2 separate regions of the Mus musculus genome follow, and region 1 is linked to region 2. The links are chromatin contacts, called in public HiCAR-type maps. All regions are on one chromosome and are shown on one strand. The core of a region is the stretch at or near the end of the contact, and the rest is flanking DNA. Distances in the headings are between cores, read along the strand shown. Region 1 overlaps Gm46332 (a long non-coding RNA gene). Region 2 holds the start of Pomc (pro-opiomelanocortin-alpha).

Region 1 (4,359 bases), core at 1,549-4,048, 600 kb after region 2:
ATTTTAGTTTATTTTTTCAAAAACAATTTTTTATTAGTTTCTTCATTTATATTTCAAATGCTATCCTGAAAGTCCCCTATACCCTCCTAGTTTATTTTTAATAAATATTAATATAAATAAAATATAACAAAGGGTAAATAATAAAAGGTAAATAAATGGGAGATCTGTATCTATAGTTCTATTCTTTTCTTTCTTTCTTTCTTTTTTATGTTTTTAAAGAAATAACTACCATGGTCTGCAGAGAAGGCTCAGCAGTTAAGAGCGCCGAATCTGGCAGGGCCTTGGTAGGGACAGAATGACTAGGCTCCTGCCCCTGCGATGGGGCAAGCAGGCCTGGGCCTCCAAGAGTGTTGATGGGTGCTGTGGGCAGAGGGCTTGTTTGCATATAATGTACACATTTTACATTCCTCCTTTAAGGAATGTCTTCCCTGTTGATGTTAATGACTCCATGATAATCTGGGAGGTGAAGGAGTGGCTAACGTCTCAGCAGAATGGTAAAGGCTAGGACCTGCAAGGACAGCCCTTAAGGCTGTGGAAAAGAATTCTAAAACCGTATGTTCAATACATATATATATATATATATATATATATATATATATATATATAATCTCTCAACTATGTAAAAAAATAAGGATGTGATATGAATATGAATTATATGAAGGGCTTCATGAATCTAAAGGGACAGAGGCAGATGCACTAAGAGCCAGCTTGTCAGAAAGATACTAAGGAAGGAGGCAAGGAGACTTGGTGGTCACAGGAGATCTCACGCAGCCTAGAGGTGGGTTTGTTTGTTTGTTTGGTTGGTTGGTTTTGGTGTTTGGTTTTTTTGAGACTGGGTTTCTCTGTATAGCCCTGGCTGTCCTGGAACTCACTCTGTAGACCAGGCTGGCCTCGAACTCAGAAATCCGCCTGCCTCTGCCTTCCAAGTGCTGGGACTAAAGGCGTGCGCCACCACCGCTGCCAGGCTAGGTTTTTTTAATCTATGCTGACAAAAGACAGACAGATTCCCGAGTTCAGGATCAGTTTGGGATGGAGCCAGGTTAGGCGTTGTAGTAGAAATGGTAATTCCGGGGCGTGGTCCCACCATCTGCATCTGTGCTTATAAGAGGCAGAAGATCTCTGAATTCTTTTGCAATGTTAAAAGGAAATGTGTGCTTGCAGTTCCTAAGAATTGAGGTTTAGGGCTGCAGGATGCAGATTCACAGGATAATCAAAAGGAAGCCTCAAGTGAAAGACTGGATTGATGTGCAAAAGACAAGACTGGGCTTCTGTTCTCCAGGAGAGGAGCTATTCTGAGAATTTTTTAGAATAGCAAGAGAGGGAGGGGAAACTAGGAAAGGGGATAACATTTGAAATGTAAATAAAGAAAAAAAGAAAAAGAACTGCTTGGAGAACTGTCTCCAGGAGAACCTAGGGAGAACTTTCAGGAGATCTCCTGAGAGGGCAGAGAGAAAGAAAGAACAGAGAGAAAGCAGGCTGGAAAGCTGTCTCTAGCAGAGCATTGGCCACTAGCTTGGGACCCACAGTTTGACTTCAGAACCCCTCTCCAAGCCCAGGCCGGCCCTTGTCATAAGAGCACTTCCTGACCTTGCGGAGGCGTGGGGTTAAGTTCTTGGCATCCACTTTGATGGCTCACAACCATCTGTAACCTCATTTCCAGGGGATCCCTAACCTTCTTCCAAGCTCTCAGAGCACCAGCCACAGATGTGGTCAGGCACACACATGCAGGCAGCCTACACATAAGGTAAATATGTCTAAATAGGAATTGGAAGAGAAATAAGTACTATTCTAAATTTTATGTTATCTTTGAATTCTTAGGGCTTAAGCATCTTATATATTTATAGTTTTACATCCTTTACATTTCATTTGGATGAAATAATATAATATGTACTCTGTGACTTGCCTCCTCTCATTCAACATTATATTCCTGAGATTTGCTGGTGCTGTTGTAGCTTCACTGTTAAATAGTATTCCATTCTATGCTGTAATCCATCATTCAACTACTGCTGGACCCTGGTGCTGCTTCTAATATTATGCTATTATAATTAGTGCCACTGTCACTGGGGACATAGCTTAGTGATAGAGTGCTTACTTAGCATTCGCAAAGGCCCTAGGGGCAATTCCCAGCACAATCAAAGTAAAACAGTCCCACTGAATTGGTTTGTTCTTTTGAGAGTTTCTCTAGGATGTGGCGTTGTTACATCACCTTCTGCTTGACTAGCTAGCGGATGCTGTCTTTCCAGTTATTGTCTCATTTTAGTACTCCCACTGGCAGGGCATTAAGAGTTTTTATTTCTCCACATAATTGACAAAATTCAGTATTATTGATAGTTTGCTTAATGTAAACTTGTACCTCTTTTTTCACTTTTTTGGGAGATGGGGGTCTCACTATGGCACCCAAGCTGGCCTGGAACTCACTAGCCTCAAGCCCCAGTCTTCCAAGTAGATACAACTACGGACACCTGTACCCAGTTACAATCAGGTCTCTTTTCTTCTCCTTCTCCTCCTCTTCCTCCTCCTCTTCCTCCTCCTCCTCCTTCCTCCTCCTCCTTCTTCTTTTTAAAGATTTATTTTATTTATATGAGCACACCATTGCTTTCTTCAGACACACCAGAAGAGGACACCAGATCCCATTAAAGATGGTTGTGAGCCACCACCATGTGGTTGCCAGGAATTGAAGTCAGGACTTCTGGAAGAGCAGTCGGTGCTCTTAACCTCAGAGCCATCTCTCCAGCCCTACATGTCTTAGTGTATCATTCCGCTGTGGTTAAATGTAGCTGAGCATTTCTCCTTGTTGCATTCCTTTCTCCTGGGAGCGTGCCAGTCAGCATTCAGGAATGTGCTAAACTTGGAAAGAGGAAAGGTTACTTTGTCTCAGTTTTGGAGGTTTCAGTCCTTTGCTGATTGGCTCTGCTGTTCTGGGCCTGTGCTAACACACAATGGTACAAACTACAGAAGAAGCACCGTCACTTCATGGCAAAGAGCAAAGGGAACCACATAAATGGAGGGAGCCCTTGATCTGTGCTTATATGCACACTGTACGCAAGTGAGCGAGCACACACAGACACACACACACACACACACACACATAAACGGAGGGAGAGGGAGCAAGAGTTAGCACCTCAGGAAGTGCTGGTTTCCCTTCTCGATGCTGTGTAGTGATGAGGCCTAGCTGCAGCCGGGGATTGATTGAACACACAGATGAAGACAACTGTAAGGAGGAAAAGAGAGCCAGAGTCCCTGAATTAAGTTAATCTCAAATCCGAATTTTTTCTTTTTTTTCTGGTTCTCTAAACTAATACTATGTTGTTTAAGTCAGAGTTTGGTAGTTCATTTGAAGGAAAATAAAAGTCTATGATACTATTTCCTTGATGGCCTCCTTCAAATCTATCATGCCAGTTAGGAGAGTCCTCCGTAAAGACACAGTTGTAGGGGTCCCAACAGTTTGGCCTGGTCAATCAGTTCCTGCAGTGTTGAAAGCAGAATAGGGTTTATTTTCAGTGTAGATGTACCAGCGACAATAAAGAGTCTAGTGACCTAAAATCTGTCTTTGAGGTGTAAGCAACAGCTCTGTGGCTATATATAGGGAGCGCCAAAGTCGAGGATTTATATAGCTAGTAATCCTGGGGAGACTGTGGTCTGGTTGGTTATTAGCCTGGGACTGGCCAGTGCCACGGAAGTCACTGCTGCTTGGGAGGCGGTTTCCATTTCTGTCAGATCTGTGATCCTAGGATTTAAGATAAAGCAGGGGAAGAGAGTAACTCAGAGAACAGGTCAGAGAGGGAGCCACACAGAATCAGGCCAGTGGCCGGGCCTTCTTCACTGTGTCTCTAGCAGAATCCTCTGGGTTTGTTACATATGAAGAATACCCTCGTTAGTGTGGTTTTAGTATTTTATTTTAAAAGCATGATTTAACTGTGGGAGTTATTGGCTCAGATGTTATAATCTTTTCATTGTAGTTTTGGAGACTGAACCCAGGGCTTCACACATGCCAGAAGAGCCCTCCTCCAGTGAGTTACACCTCGTGGGTTTGTCATATACAAGTTTTTAACACTGACATGCTCAATTCCTCTGTGAGTTCTCATTTTATCATTTATTGTATAGTTGGTGCCTGGAGCCTAGAAGGGTTTGGATACCATGTATTCCATGATGGCCTTGAACTCTCTGACCCTCCAGCTTCCATCTCTGAAGTGTTGGTATTTGTCTTAGATTAGGTTTCACTGCTATAAAGAAACACCCCATGAGCACAGCAACTCTTATAAAGAAAACATTAATTGGGGCTGGCTTACAGTTTCAGAAGCTTAGTGTTATCATCATGCAGGAAGCATGGCAGCATGCAGGAAGACAGTGCTGGAGGAG
Region 2 (4,382 bases), core at 992-3,491:
TGTAATAATAAATAAATCTTAAAAACCAAAAGGCCCCAGAAGCTAGTTATATTAGATGCACTCATCAGTATTAATTTGGCTTCTTTGGAAGCACAGTGTGTTAAGCATTGGAAAGCAATCAAGAATTCACTACAGTGTTACACTAAGTGAGGCCTTCAGAGGCACCTGCTCCAGGCTATCAAAGAAGAACTATTAATGTTAAGATGCAAAGAAAATGGAGACTTTTTCCTGGTGACATCCATGTTCAATGCCTGTGTGGTAACAGGATATCCTGTGGCCTTTGACCCTGATTCTGATCTGGTTTTCTTTTCTTCTTTTTTAAAATATTTTTTAATCTTTAATTTTTATTTTATGTCCTCTGATGAGTGTATGGGATTGTGGAATCCCTCAGAGCTGGAGTTTATAGACAGGCATGAACTGCCATGTACGTGTTGAGAATTGAACCCAGGACCTCTGGAAGAACAGCCAGTGCACTTAACCACTGAGCCATCTCTCTAGGCCCTGGTTTTCTTTTCTCTTTACTGATTTTGGCCGTGGGTCCAGCCACCCTGTCTCCTGCCCTCCCCCTTTACATCCTATAGCCCAACCAGTGTTTCCTAATGTTGTTTAATAACTTTTCAAGCTTTTCAGTTCATATTGGCCAAAGCAAGTTCTTCTATATATAATTAGGAGCCCAGATGATGGGCCAACCCAAACTTACCTTGATTTGACTTTGAGGCTGCCAGTAGCAAGCAGCCCCCTAAAGACAGAACAATAAAGCAAAGGAAAACAAAGACAAAATCACCACAATTAGAGAGCTGGTGAGCCTGATGTCGGTGAGGGCAGAGGTGGATGGGAGGTTGAAGACAGAAGTGTATTAGTTCAAGTATAATAAGCTACATATACAGATGAGACAAGAATGGGGTTCCCTGCCGAACACAGATCATTTCTCAGGCTCCTGGCAGAAATAATAGCCAAAGGGGGCTTAATATGAACTGGGAGATGATGGGGAGTAACCTCACTGGAGGGACAGAGGGTGCTAAGCTTCCGGGAAACACTCAGGGAAGTAGAGGCAGAAAGTAGTGCTCATGGAGTATGAGTGTTGGGAGTATGTGACACCCAGGATACAAGATGGACAGCAGGAAGTCACTCCGGAAAGAGGCCACAGCCAGGTGACACACTCCTTGCTCTTGTTTGGGAGCTTGGTGTGTTCTCTCATGGCACAAAAGGAAAAGATTTTTGGATGCCAATCAGAAAAGCTGAACTCTCAAAGGAGCCCTGGAATCCCCCAAACAAAACAAAGCAAATAGACAAGCAAACAGCGTCTAACTGGGGAGTGAAGTTCCTTCAGCTGGTAGATTAGGCAGGCACCCCGACTGGTCTGGTACAGGCCTGGTCCTGCTGCCAGCCACAGCTCTCTTCACAAGTTTTGCTCTTTGTGCTGGCTCAGGTAGATGCCACTGCAGGTCTGTTCTTCCTTCTGTTTTGGCCTGTGAGTTCACAGCTAAGCCAGAATGCCTGGGCCTGGCCACATGGTGAGGGCTGTCAGACAATCCCCACCCAGACCATTCTGCCAGCTCAGCCCCGGGATGGCTTCCATTTCCATTGCCCACCACAGAGCGCTGCACCTCTTGGTTAATAGTCTGAGGCTGGCATGACCTTGCCCTTAGAGTTTGGGCACAGAAGGACACCTGTCTTGAAATAAGTATTGGGGAATCAAGGCAGGCACACACCCCACTCCAAAAGGTAGCCTGCCTTGGGCGGCCGTGACTCTTGACAGCCTCTGTTGTCTCCCTTCTCAAAACGGAACTGAGATTTTGGTTTCACAAGATATCACACTTTCCCATCATTGGGGAAATCTGCGACATAACAAATCCCCTTCCTCATTAGTGATATTTACCTCCAAATGCCAGGAAGGCAGATGGACGCACATAGGTAATTCCACTCCGATCTGCAAGATCTCAGAACTAGGCCTGCCTCGCACAGGGACGCTAAGCCTCTGTCCAGTTCTAAGTGGAGATTCAACACCATTCTTAATTAAGTTCTTCCTAACCACCAGCGCCAGGTGTGCGCTTCAGCGGGTCTGTGCTAACGCCAGCCTCCGCGCTTTCCAGGCAGATGTGCCTTGCGCTCAGCCAGGACCGGGAAGCCCCCCTCCCGAGGCCCGCCGCCCCCCTTCGCTGCAGAAGCGCTGCCAGGAAGGTCACGTCCAAGGCTCACCCACCCAACCCTGCAAGTATAAAAGAAGAGAGAAGAGCGACAGGGACCAAACGGGAGGCGACGGAAGAGAAAAGAGGTTAAGAGCAGTGACTAAGAGAGGCCACTGAACATCTTTGTCCCCAGAGAGCTGCCTTTCCGCGACAGGTAAGGGTGTCTCAGCTCTGGACAGCTCCCTTACTCTGAGCTCTGACCCCGGACCTTGGGATCCTCAGCAGACTGGCGTTCTGGTTTGTAGCGGACCTGACCTCTTCTCAAACTTCTGAGATGGGAGAGAGCTGAGCCCGGATGATGGGTTGACAGACTGCTCCAGAGAGCAGGTGGTTTGGCGACTCCATCTGGGGATGGTCCCAGAGTCCGCATGGAGGAATGAAGTGTTGGGAGGCTTAGGATTGTCTTAGACTCCGACTGGCCCCTGGGGAGATTTTGGGAGAGTTCCCCTTTAGGCTTCTCCTTCCGATTGTTTGGACTTGTATATCTTCTTTAAGGCAGGAGACTGAACATGTTGGAAAGATAGCGGGAGAGAAAGCCGAGTCACAATAAACTCCTAATGGTGGAGTTCATTTGTTGTTGCTGTAGACGTCCAAACCCTCGTTTCTCTGCGCATCTTAGCAGATCTGGGGTGGTTGCATTGTGATAATTACGTGGGTTATAGGACAGGACGGTAAGTAGGTTCTTGTCTTCAAGATCCAGCTCAGATTTAAAAACAGGGTGTGGGAGGGAACTGTCCAAGGTTCTGAAATACTCCGTCTACTTTCGGAAGCCTTTATAAAACTGTGGGGGCGTTGCAGCAATTTGTAAGGACCCATACTCAGGTAAAGGACATTTCAAATGGAGAGAAAGATTCCCTCAAGTTTTCCATGTATAAATCATGGGAAGCTTTCACAGAATGGCTGGAAGGAGTTAAGTAAAATGAAAAGAAGTTTGTCAATGTATAAAGTAAGTGCAGATTGTTTCCTTTGGGTCTTATAGAAGTTGAAGCAAACGCACTGTGTATGGATGAAGCCGCATCTCTGTGCCTCTCAGATTTATACACAGCTTGTCGCAGTCACTCTGAGAGCAGAACATATAAGCTCTACTGAGTTCAGAGACTTTTCTGGGGCCCTAATAAGCGCAGTTCTGTCAAAATGAATAAACCACAACCTTCTGTCTTCCAGAGATGTTAATGACTGGAACCTGACACTCTCCTATCTATGAAAAGCACAGCATTTGACATTTCCCTCAATACTTTTGATTAAAAAAAAAAAGAGGCACAAATAAGACATTTGTTTCATTGTAAGAAAAGGGAGAAATACAAATAAAATGCTCTAGGAGTGGGGCATAAGAATTTCAGCACACAGTGGGTGGGCTAGGAAGAGAAGGCACAATTTTGAAGGCCTGAAATCTCAACTGTGGCTCCTTCAAAGATGGTCACACAACTTTCAGGACAATGGAAACTTAGTGAGAGGACTTGCATGATCTTACTTTTCTTTACTAATATGTTTTCATGCTATTTATCATTTTTTATGCTTTCCTATCTGGGGGAATTTTGTGATCTCAGCATTTTGAGCTAATTTGCTCCAGTCTGAGCCTGAGCCCCAGCAATGGTGAACAAGGTTGCTTCTAGGCTGAGGTACGGACCACATAGTTCAATGACTGCTAGCGCCTACTAATGGTTGTTCTGAAAAAGACACTCAGAGCTTGCAGGAAAAACCAGCTCTAGAAGAATGGTGCAGGGGTGGAGCAGAGAGGAGAAAGAGATTCTTGAAGGAAGACTTTCACTTCCAAATCCTCCCTTTCAAAAATAGAGGTTTGGCTCCCGTCTTTATTTTCTGTCATATTCATCTTAAAATGCAAATGTTCATCAGGGGTAACAGACACTTAAGTCATTTACATCTTTTTTAAAATTATTACATTTTATTTTATTTTATTTTTTTCAGGTCAGGGTATTTCTGTGTAACCCTAGCTGTTCTGGAATTTTTTCTGTAGACCAGGCTGGTCTTGAACTCAGAGATCCTCCTGCCTCTATTTCCTGGGTGCTGGGATTAAAGGTATGAGCCTGGGTATTTACATCTTACTATGAACTAATTTTTCTAATCTAATTAAATGTCTTCCTAACAGCTGGTAATCTGAAATCCAGAATGAGTGTAAAGTTGGTGGGGAACTTTTACAGAGTAGGGTGACATTAGGGGTCCTTGGGTGAGGGG

What was found. HiCAR-type assays count read pairs that join an accessible place to other places.
Region 1: a contact with region 2 is called in a HiCAR-type map of embryonic stem cells, with 4 times the contacts expected there. The contact joins the enhancer-like site here to the promoter of Pomc in region 2. A contact is called at or near these places in 11 of 39 promoter capture datasets (the 3T3-L1 cell line, 3T3-L1-derived adipocytes, the C10 cell line and 6 more), 2 of 484 Hi-C or Micro-C datasets (cardiomyocytes and embryonic stem cells), 6 of 115 datasets of contacts at active chromatin or transcription factors (all in embryonic stem cells) and 1 of 9 other capture datasets (liver).

The regions. Positions count from the first base shown.
Region 1 is chr12:4,556,018-4,560,376 of GRCm38.p6, forward strand. All of the region lies in intron 1 of Gm46332 (a long non-coding RNA gene), which reads right to left. Among named protein-coding and RNA genes, the nearest start is that of Gm46332, 11 kb to the right of the region's middle. Within about 2 kb of position 2,799, at least 88 of the 459 cell types and tissues checked have an H3K27ac peak or open chromatin away from gene starts, as enhancers often do. A contact at or near this core is called in embryonic stem cells, where this site is marked.
Region 2 is chr12:3,952,704-3,957,085 of GRCm38.p6, forward strand. It overlaps Pomc (pro-opiomelanocortin-alpha), which reads left to right and starts at 2,242. Exons shown (of 3, transcript NM_001278584.1): 1 at 2,242-2,343. RefSeq lists promoters at 1,744-2,216, 1,818-2,329 and a cis regulatory region at 2,064-2,075.